Regions from separate parts of the Mus musculus genome. Here regions 2, 3 and 4 are each linked to region 1. The links are chromatin contacts, called in public capture Hi-C and targeted proximity ligation maps. All regions are on one chromosome and are shown on one strand. The core of a region is the stretch at or near the end of the contact, and the rest is flanking DNA. Distances in the headings are between cores, read along the strand shown.

The links. Capture Hi-C pulls out chosen DNA fragments and counts their contacts.
Region 2: a targeted proximity ligation map of microglia shows a contact between it and region 1, with 7 times the contacts expected there. A contact is called at or near these places in 1 of 39 promoter capture datasets (hippocampal neurons), 1 of 484 Hi-C or Micro-C datasets (CD8 T cells), 7 of 130 datasets of targeted methods (bone marrow-derived dendritic cells, bone marrow-derived macrophages, effector CD8 T cells and 3 more) and 3 of 9 other capture datasets (adipose tissue, liver and macrophages).
Region 3: a capture Hi-C map of macrophages shows a contact between it and region 1, with 8 times the contacts expected there. A contact is called at or near these places in 4 of 39 promoter capture datasets (cranial neural crest, embryonic stem cells and neural stem cells), 60 of 484 Hi-C or Micro-C datasets (B cells, the BV-2 cell line, CD4 T cells and 21 more), 20 of 130 datasets of targeted methods (acute myeloid leukemia, bone marrow-derived dendritic cells, bone marrow-derived macrophages and 7 more) and 4 of 9 other capture datasets (adipose tissue, embryonic stem cells, liver and 1 more).
Region 4: a capture Hi-C map of macrophages shows a contact between it and region 1, with 3 times the contacts expected there. A contact is called at or near these places in 6 of 39 promoter capture datasets (cranial neural crest, embryonic stem cells, frontonasal cranial neural crest and 2 more), 2 of 484 Hi-C or Micro-C datasets (both in B cells), 3 of 130 datasets of targeted methods (bone marrow-derived dendritic cells and bone marrow-derived macrophages) and 3 of 9 other capture datasets (adipose tissue, liver and macrophages).

Annotation. Positions count from the first base shown.
Region 1 is chr19:11,603,543-11,606,067 of GRCm38.p6, reverse strand. It overlaps Ms4a6d (membrane-spanning 4-domains, subfamily A, member 6D), which reads left to right and starts at 1,264. Exons shown (of 7, transcript NM_026835.2): 1 at 1,264-1,394.
Region 2 is chr19:11,118,217-11,120,741 of GRCm38.p6, reverse strand. All of the region lies in intron 1 of Ms4a20 (membrane-spanning 4-domains, subfamily A, member 20), which reads left to right. Among named protein-coding and RNA genes, the nearest start is that of Ms4a20, 11 kb to the left of the region's middle.
Region 3 is chr19:11,195,559-11,198,083 of GRCm38.p6, reverse strand. 4930526L06Rik (RIKEN cDNA 4930526L06 gene) reads right to left here and starts at 1,267. Exons shown (of 3, transcript NR_045317.1): 1 at 1,120-1,267. Ms4a13 (membrane-spanning 4-domains, subfamily A, member 13) reads left to right here and starts at 1,347. Exons shown (of 7, transcript NM_001347435.1): 1 at 1,347-1,539.
Region 4 is chr19:11,264,892-11,267,416 of GRCm38.p6, reverse strand. Ms4a1 (membrane-spanning 4-domains, subfamily A, member 1) reads left to right here and starts at 1,268. Exons shown (of 7, transcript NM_007641.6): 1 at 1,268-1,369. All of the region lies in intron 1 of 4930526L06Rik (RIKEN cDNA 4930526L06 gene), which reads right to left.

The sequences.
Region 1 (2,525 bases), core at 15-2,514:
GTATGAAGGGAGTGGTCCTATAGATCCAAAGCTATAAGATCTCCATGACACAGGGCAACAGGATATCTGAGAGGAGTCCCAGTGAGGTTTCAGTATTGATAGAATAGCAGAAGTCAGAGGTCTCATACCAGACCAAGAATCATTGCAACAGATATTTTCAAGCAAATAAATTTAGACAAAAGGGAATACTGTGGGATACACTGTGACACACTACAGCTTCCACAATGAGATTTTTTTTTCTTTGCTGGGGGGAGATGGCAAGGGTGGAGGACAGGTACCAGAGGAGGGGGAGGTAAGTGGGGCTGTGGTACATGATGTGAAATTTGCAAAGAATCAATAAAAGAAAAAAAAACAGTGCCCATGAGACCATTGGGTATTCATGTCTATTTTTGCCCCCCCTTTTTTGATTGGAAGTGTTTCCTGGTAACTGTCTAACTACCAAAGAAAAACTTAGTTGTATTCTAATAGTGATCTAGATTTTTGAGCTTTGCAGAAATCATTAAATATTTTGTTAAGTTCATTGATTAAAGCCTTTATAAATGTAGCATATTATTTATTTACCTGTAGATTTTAGTTTTTAACCCCATGCATGATCCCTCTAGCATGGAGTAGTTACAGAGCTGAGAAAAGCTACTCTGACTGACATTCTACTTAACACCACAAGATCACTGGCCTTGGGGAATATGACGTCTAACTCTGTTCATCTTCCTTGTTCCATCTCTGCCACAACTTTCATGACTCATAAGTTTGGGAAGAACGGAAGTTTTTGCTTGGTTTTGTGATACTCATATCATTGTGGGCCAAGATGGAATGTGCAGAACTCCACTGACACTAAGTCAGGATCTGAAGGCAATGCTATCCTTCGCAGACGCAAACCAGCTCGGAAGAAGAACACCTTTGTCAGTTTTCATAACAACTTGGTTCACTCTGTCCATTGGCACCCAATAGACACGTAAGCATAATGCACACTGAGGATCAGATCAGAAATTAGGGTCTCTGAGATGCTCAGCAGGTTCAGCTCTGCCACTGAATGTGTATTCTAGATCTAGGATAATTAGAGAGACACAAAATTCAAACCAGTGATAAAAATGTCAGTGCTGTCATGATGATATTTTATGGGAAGGAAAAGTAACCTACAAGTCTCCCAGAACTGGTCCAATTAGTCATTTTCCTGGTTACTGGAAGTCTATGAAAAAGGAAGTAAAGGCACATTCACATGTCCAGACTGTAAGCGCCACTTCCTGTGCAGTGAGCACAGAAGAAGGAAGGGCTGGGACAGTTAGAACTTCACAAGAAGGAACCAAGGATCAGACTGAGAAAACCCATAGTTAAAGCTCTTGGGGTTTCTGAGAGCTCAGCTGGAAGTGACTGGGTGACAAGGCGCACAGGCTCAGGTAGGCAACCCTGAAGAGAAATTCCTTTGTACAGCACTCTATTTCTGGGACTGCACTGTAAGAGATTGCTGGTGCTTATGGAAGCAATAGAGACACTGGGACACTTCAGAACTAAATGGGCAAACGGAATGGGTATTGGGTTTATATCGGTCCTGGCTGGTTTTAGTTCCATGATCTTGGTGGTCACTGTCCTAAGGTCATGTAATTAACAAAAGCAGAGCTCTTGTACCTGCAAAGGCTTTTAAGCCATTCACTAATTAGGCAGTCTAAGGTCTGAGAGTGGAACAGAAAAGAGAGGCAAACTGAGCTCAGAAACCAATTCCACAGGCAACTTGGTTCTTCCTAACAAGGGCACAGTTCTAATCTTGAACCTCAGGTTACAACTCCAGGGCTTCTCACTCTGCATTCAGGTGCTTCTCCACACTGAGGAGACTTAGACACAGGCTGCCGCAGGCAGGTGGGAAAATAGGGTGAGGAACCAGAGACAGAGACAGCTGGGATCCAGCACCCAACTGTGTGTAGGCAACTGGTTAATAACAAAAACTTTAAATATCTATTTAGCATCAAGCCTATGTCATTATAAAATCATGTGTTATTTTCACACATGAATCAAAATTTACCTCTGAAATTCTTTTTTGATTATGACATTACTAACAAATAGAATTACTGTGAGGGTTCTAAACTATGATGAAATATGCTGGAAATAACACTATGAGACAAACAATGAACAAATAGCTCTCAGTAGTTTGAGTAGTAGCATAAATTGGAAAAGATTGAAGATCAAATTTTAATTATATCTCAAGACTGGTAGAACAACCTGAGGATAAAACTCATCAGAATAAGGGACAGTGCACTCAAACATGATAGCAACTAGGAAATTAATGCTACATTTTGAAAGTCTTTTTATTATAGCTCTTTGTGTGTATATGTGTGTATGCATGCAGGTGAATGTGTGTTAAGGCAAATCTGCAGGTCACAGACAGCTTGCAATGAATCTCTCCTGCTACATGGGTCCAGCAGATCGAACTCAGACCTTCAGGCTTGAAGTCAAATGCCTTTATTTGCTGAGTCATTTCAACAGTTCCAATCTACAAGTTTTATGTAAACATTTGGCTCTGTTCACTGGGATCA
Region 2 (2,525 bases), core at 17-2,516, 490 kb after region 1:
AGCTTCTGCTGTTTCTGTTGTTGTTGATGATGATAACCTGCTTTAATCCACGGTGGTCAGAAAGGATGAAGGATGTTATTTCTATTTTCTTGTATTTGTTGAGATTTGCTTCATGTCTAAGTATAAGCACCTCATGGTACCTTCTCCAAATTTGGCCATATAATTGGTCACAAAACAGGCCTCAACAGATACAAAAATATTGAAATTGTCCCATGCATCCTATCAGATCACCATGGACTAAGGCTGATCTTCAATAACAACATAAATAATAGAAAGCCAACATTCATGTAGAAAATGAACAACACTCTACTCAATGATACCTTGGTCAAGGAAGGAATAAAGAAAGAAATTAAAGACTTTTTAGAGTTTAATGAAAATGAAGCCACAACGTACCCAAACTTATGGAACACAATGAAAGCCCTCTCTGGTTCTTAAGAGAGTGTTGGTTACCTGGTAGGAAGTGCTTCTGAGATCCTGTCAGGTGGAGGTTACAGGTACAATGTGTTTATAGGTATTGGTATATGACACTTAGGGATAGATTTGGGCTAGGAATGCTAAAGGAGTCAACAAGAGAGAAGAAAGCAGAGTGTGCCACAAGAATCTGCTTAGTCCCATGGGAATATGGCAGAGAGGGGGTCAGGTTCACAACAGGTGGTCTGCTACAGAGCTGGAGATGAGATTGGGGGATTGGATTTGGAGATGAGGATGAAGAATAAAGATCTGAAGCTTGGCTACCTGCTTCCCTGGAATGGCTAATGGGTCCTCCAGAAGTGCCTGTGGAAGTTGGCTGCTGAGACAAAGGGATGGGGCAGTGATGGAGGTTGTAGAAGAAGACCTACATGATCTTCTGGATACGGGAGCAGAAAGGAAGAGAGGGCACAGCACATGTTCTGCTGCAGAGACTTGGGGAGTAGCTTTGGAGGAGAGAAAGGAAAGTGAAGATCTGGAGATTTGTCATCTACCTGCTTCCCTGGACCGGTAGTGGGTTTGCTATTATTGTATTGTTTAAAGAACCCCTATTTTTTAAGTGTTAATCTTGTTTTCCACATTCTCCTGACAATGTGTTCCCCCATATGTCATCCTTCCATATGGCTTAGAATGTTAGTGCCAGCGTGTTAGTCAATGTTGTATTTCAGTATCAGAAAAACAGTCACTTCTTGTCCTACTTGCTGGGGTTTTATGCAATGCTGGTGGTAGACTAGGGACTGTCTCTCTATTTCCTCTTTCTAGTATCCACATTTTAAAAAGAAGAAGAAGAAGTTCACTGTGGGTGTGCAGGTTTGAATGGTTCTCTGTGTCATGCTCTGAGCTCAGCTGTTGGGTATTGTCAGGGGACCTCAGGGAAGCTCTGAAATTCAGACACGGGACTTCAGAGAGCCAGGATCCCCTCCTACACTTCACCCCAAGATGAAGTTGAAGAATGAAATGTAGAGGCTGAGCTCACAGTGGCATCTTATAACCAGAGAGAAATAATCAGATCATCATCACTAAAGGAATCTTGGACAGTAGATATCCATTGCTTCGGAAACCATGATGTCTATAATCAGGTCCAAGTGTCTATGGTTTGGCCTGAGGATATGTCTGCCTCACTATTTCTGGCTGATGCTGATGTTGCAGTCTGGAGCCCCAATTAACAGCTTCTGTATTATGTGGTCACTTTGAAGGAACATTGAAATCACTTGGGTTACATACTGGAATTGAGTACATGACTATGGATATCAGAAGGACATTTTACTGGAGTGGCTAAAGCTGAAGAATTGAGGCTTCTGCCCAAGCAGAGCATACTCAGCAACGCTGTTTTAATTTCCAAAGGATGGATATCAAACTTCTCAACCACTTCTGATAGAGATGGTGTGATAGTCTAAGTCTAACATGGAATCTGTGTGTGGTTTTGGGCACCTGCATACTCTAGAAAATGGGGTGAATTTGGTTTCTTTGTCTTTTGTCACTACCTTAAAACAGGGTTTCTTACTTCCTCAGAATCTTGAGGGGAAAGTTCTGGCTTGCATGACTGACCAGCAATCTCTTGATAACCTCTGTATGCAATCCTTCACTAAGAACATTCTCTTCTAATGAATAGCATTGGGAAAGACTGGAGGAAATGTTTCAGTTCATGAAGAAGCAGAAGTAGATGGACATCCAGAAAAAGAACTGAACAGAAAAGCTACAACACCATTTTAAGGTCCTCCAGATGATGTAGTTGCTCAGGCTAGGACTATATGGTGTAATCTCATGGGTCCTCTGTATTTGTGATCTTATCTCTTATAGGTTTCTGCTCAATAGCAAGGCCATAAATCTCAGGGGTGGAAAAATACCTCAAATTACTGTGCTGGTCTAGTCAAAAGAACCTCCTTCAAGGAAAAAAATTTATTTACTATTCCATTTATCTGAGGCATTGTGACTTTCTTCCATGAACTCACAGAGATCTGCCTGCTTTGGACTCCACTTGATGGGATCTCAAGTTATGCAGAGTCATGTCTGTCTTAAATTGCATGTTTATTTAAGAACATTCCCTGAAAAAAATT
Region 3 (2,525 bases), core at 18-2,517, 410 kb after region 1:
TACATTATATGTTATTATATTATACGGAACCATATAGTGTATTAATTTTAAAAGTGCTATATAAATATTATATACTTATATATTTATATATTATAAATAATATAGAATATATCATAATACTATTATCAACATACATTATAATTAAATATATATTTATATTTTATATGATTCATATAATTTTTATAATTTATATATATATATATTTGGGGGGGTGAGACAGGGTTTCTCTGTGTAGCCCTGGCTATCCTGGAACTCACTTTGTAGACCAGGATGGCCTCGAGCTCAGAAATTCGCCTGCCTCTGCCTCCCGAATGCTGGGATTAAAGGCGTGAGCCACCACGCCCGACAAAGGATAATATTTTGTTTGTTTCTTTGTTTGTTTGTTTGTTTGTTTTTGAGACAGGGTTTCTCTGTGTAGTCCTGGCTGTCCTGGAACTCACTTTGTAGACCAGGCTTGCCTCGAGCTCAGAAATCTGTCTGCCTCTGCCTCCCAAGTGCTGGGATTAAAGCTGTGAGCCACCACTGCCCGGCTACATATAAATATATTTAAATATATTTATGTATACATATCTATTTTATGTATACTATGTAACATATAATGAAATATAAATAATATAATACTATATGAATATATATTATAAAAAGATTATCCTTCATAAAAGGATTATCATCCACGAAATATTTGCAATGTAAGCCAGAATTTTAAGTCTTCCAGGAATAAATGAAAGCTCACAGCATGCTCTGGTTAAAGGAGCATCTACTGTCCAAGGGTCTTTAAGCCCTCAGGAAGTCTTCGGTGCTCGGCAGGTGGCCTGTGCTCCCTAGAGAAAACAGGTTTTCCTTTCTGTCTCCCCATTTGCTCTCCAGTAGTAGAGTATTCTTTATCTTTTCATAGCTATCTATGCATCTTTATGTTTCTCTTCACAAACGTTGAACTACTGCCTCATATCAAATCCAAAACCAATACGGTGCAGAGAGCCTGCATAGTAAAATGTCCCCAGCGGGTGGGTCAAAGCAGTCATTTTAATCATTTCCTAAAGAGTCTCTTCATTAATTTCTTTAGCCATTTATATTTGGAGGAGGGTGGAAGAAGAGTAAACTATTAACTCATTTACTTGCCTTTTTACAACTTGAAACCTTCTGAAATGTGTGGTAAACGATCAGGTCTCTGCGGCCATTCTATCTTAGGAGAAGCATCCCTGAAGAGGCAGTGTTCCAGCCATGTCCAGGGAAGCCATTACTAGAAACTCCAGAAGAGGATCGAAGTGAGGGACCAGGGCGTGGCCCGCAGGCCCCAGTGAGTCTGCGCACTGGTTCTCATCCCTCTGCCCTAAGAGAGGGCTGTTGCCCTTGACAACCCGGCGGCTTGAGGAGCTTGACAACCACCTGGGAGCTAGACTGCGCGCTGCTGCCTCTGATGGCTATGCAGCCAGATCTAGCGCTGAGAGCACCATCCACGGTGATCCTTCTCTTCAGCCTGTGCCTAGGCCTGATAGGGTGAAACTGGATCCTTGGGTCTTGGGACAACTGAAATGTGAGGTAACAGTGTGCCTCTTTACTTTTGCTAAGCATCAAAATGGACACGGTCTGGAGAAAGGGGGTTGAGGAAAGAGAGGTGGGCACATCTCCATTCTCCATCTTTTATACCCTCTCGTTTGACCTTCTAAAAAATACTTTTATTTACTTTTTGAAATGTGGGGTCTCACTGTGTTGACAAGATTGCTCTAGAATTCCTGGGCTGAGCAATCGTCCTGCCTTGACCTCACAAGTAGCTGCCAGCAGCTACTTATTCCCACCCACTCCTTCTAGATTTCATCTAGTACTGACTGCCGGTATATGGGTGTATCATGATGTGAGGTGAAAAGTAAAATACTTCTCATGACTGTAACATCAAGGTTCGCCACTAGTCACCTTAAGTAAAGTATTCACTTAAAATATTTATCAGAAAAGGGGGAAGAAAGAGGGGAGTAACTGAATGCATATGGCCAGGGAATTAAGCAGGAATGACCACGAACACATGGAAATGAACTTTATAATTTCTGGGGACAACAAAGTGATTTGAAGTTAGTCTTGAAAAAAATTTGCAACACAATGTGGCAGGAATTACGGGCAAAATGTTAAGACAAACATCTGTGTATCTAGCTACCTTGTAGCACAAGCAGGCTTTGGGGAAAGGGTTACTACCAGGGTTGTTAAGCTATGAAGTCCGAGTGACCAAGTGAGAGGGGAAGGTGGGCAGGAAGCAGTTCATGAAGAAATTGGTGTGTCCTCTGAAGATGTCATTCTCTTCATTTTATTTTAAAAAATCTTTTTTGAGGTTGGTGAGCTGGTTCAGTGGTCATGAATCTTGCTGTTTTTGCAGAGAACCAGAGTTTAATTGCTAACACTCTTATCAGGCAGCTCGGTGCCAACTTAAACTTCAGGGGACCTGACACCCTTTTTCATAGGCATCCAAACACACATGCAGATACACAATTATTTTAAAGTAAAAACGTTTTAGATGTTTTAAATCATTTTTCTGGGAC
Region 4 (2,525 bases), core at 19-2,518, 340 kb after region 1:
GCTTGACACTATTATTGATGCTATGATGTGCTTACAGATAGGAGCCTAGCTTGCTTGCCCTCTGAGAGTCCCAACAAGCAGCTGACTGAGACAGAAGCAGATACTTATACCCAACCAATGGACTGAAGTCGGGGGTCCCTGTGGTTGAATTAGGGAAAGGCTGGAAGAAGTTAAAGAGGGTGACCTCATAGAAAGACCAGCAGTCTCTGAGGTCACTCAAACACTGAGTCACCAACCAGGCCGCATACACTAGCTAATCTAAGGCCCCTGACACATATACAGCAGAGAACTGCCTGGTCTGGCCTCAGTGAGAGAAGACTCGTCTAACCCTCAAGAGACTTGAGGCCCCAGGGAGTGGGGAGGCCTGGTGGGGGTTGGAGGGAACATACTCTTGAAGACAAGCGGGAGGAATGGGATGTTGAACTGTGGGAGTGTGGACAGGGAGGGAGTAATGACTGGACTATAAAAATAATAATAATAAAACAAAACAAAAACAGCTTTAAACAAAAAAATTAATAAAAAGTCTAACATGCATGAGGTTGTATATGGAAAAGAGGATATGTCTTGAGAAAATCTAATATTTGCCTCTTAAATGTTTATAGACTTTCCCCCACATCACCAACTTCTTCCACTTTGCTGCTTGCTCTAACACTAAAGTCAGCCACTACAGCTCTAAGCAATACTGCAAAGAAAGGGAAGCAGGAAGGAGAAGGGTGGGCTCATATGTAAAAGTGCTGTCTCGGTTCACAGCACCCGAAATGGGAGCTGAGTCTTGCCTAACACTTCTGGGTGCATTGTTCTATGGAGACAAATTAGATTTCAGGCCATTTCTGCTAAATTTGACGTGAGATTTACATGGCCCTCTAGAGCTTTGAGTATGAGCAGATGACGGGACTGTTTAAAAACCAACAGATACAGTGCTCCCAAGTGTACCTTCTCAGGGATTCCGACTTTTTGCATGGGTGCCCCACCACCACCTACTCAGCCCCAAAAGTGAAGCTCTAACAGCCCATCTCTGGAGAATTTCTAGCCCTTTTCCAGCCCTTAGGGACCCACCATCCACACCTGCTTACAGGGTGGGGGCTGCAGAAGTTCTTCTAATTAAGGTAGCATGAAGCATACCAGGCAGTCCCCAGGGTAATTTTTAAGAAGTGAAACCTGGTAAGGCAAAGCAAGGTGATTGGAGCGATTCTCAAGGTAGCAGAAGCTGCTAATTTCCTGTCACGTGGTGTCAATCAGAGGTACCACTCCAGGTCTGGTCTATCGCACTCATCTTCAAGTACTTGAGATAGAAGAGGCCAACTGATCTCAGCTGTGAGTGGCTAATTTGGCCCTTAAGCCTTGGAGCCTTGGAGCCTTGGAGACCCAGGTAAGGGTTAGGTCTGCTCTGTTTTAGTGACTCTAATAAAAGGAAAGGCCAGATGAAAAGGAGTGGTTTTAGGGACTAGAGAGTCAGCTCTCAGTCTGGGGTGTCCCTGGCAAGTGGCAGCATGATCTGAAGTGTGGTGATTTCAAGGCTGGATGGGCTACCCCTAACCTAACTGCTCCCCCTCTCAAAAATGACTCTGGGCAATGGGTGGTGAGTGGATTCTAACAAGGAGAAAAGGTCTCTAGAATGTTGTCTTCAACCTGGGGCACTACCACAGAGAAGCTGCATAACCTTGGGTGAGTTACTAAACTTCTCCATGCCTCAATTTCCTCACCCATAAAATGGGAGCAATATTGAGGTCCTCTGCACCATGAAGATTAAACCTAGAACACAGAATCTTTTTAGGACTGCCTAAAACCAAATTAGAAAATAATCCTGGCCACAAGAATCTAGCCCCATTCCTCTTCCTCCCGATGAGTTTTGTCTCCAAAGATAAAACTTCAATGTAAGCACCATCATAGATGGTTTTAATCTTACTATCTAGCATTTTCGGTGTGGCATTGGAATACTGAGCACAAATCCTGTTTTCTGTCTATGATCGAAGAAGCCAAGGGTGAGAGTGGGTGCTAGAGACAGGATAGAGGGATTGACTTTAACCAGGTGCTAATGTGCTCCTAAAACTAAACAGTAAAATAAGTATGCATGTATGTATGTATGTAGAGGTGAGGTGGAGAGAGAGGGAGAGAGAGAGAGAGAGACAGCAGAGAGACAGACACAGAGACAGAGAGACTTTCCCTGTTTTCCTTATAATGGTTTTGTCTCACTGATGGTCAGATGAAGTGGAGGTTATCATTTTGTGAATAGAAAGCATCCTGAGCATTTACCTGCCAAAGGAGGAAGCTGAGCTTAACGGTCTGTGTAAGACAGAGCTCACAGCATCAGCATCACAAGAGGCAGGTTTACCAGATAACCCCTGCACAGTTCCCTTACTGGATTGGCACTGGGTTTCAGGAGTTACATGGCACACTACAATAAAAGTAGTTGTAGAAAAGTGATAAACATGAACGGCTATTGACTTTGAAGAAATCCTTACCATCAGCCAAGGAACAGCCTGAGGTAACATGATGGTCCTTTTGTGGAGGTTGACAGAACGTGG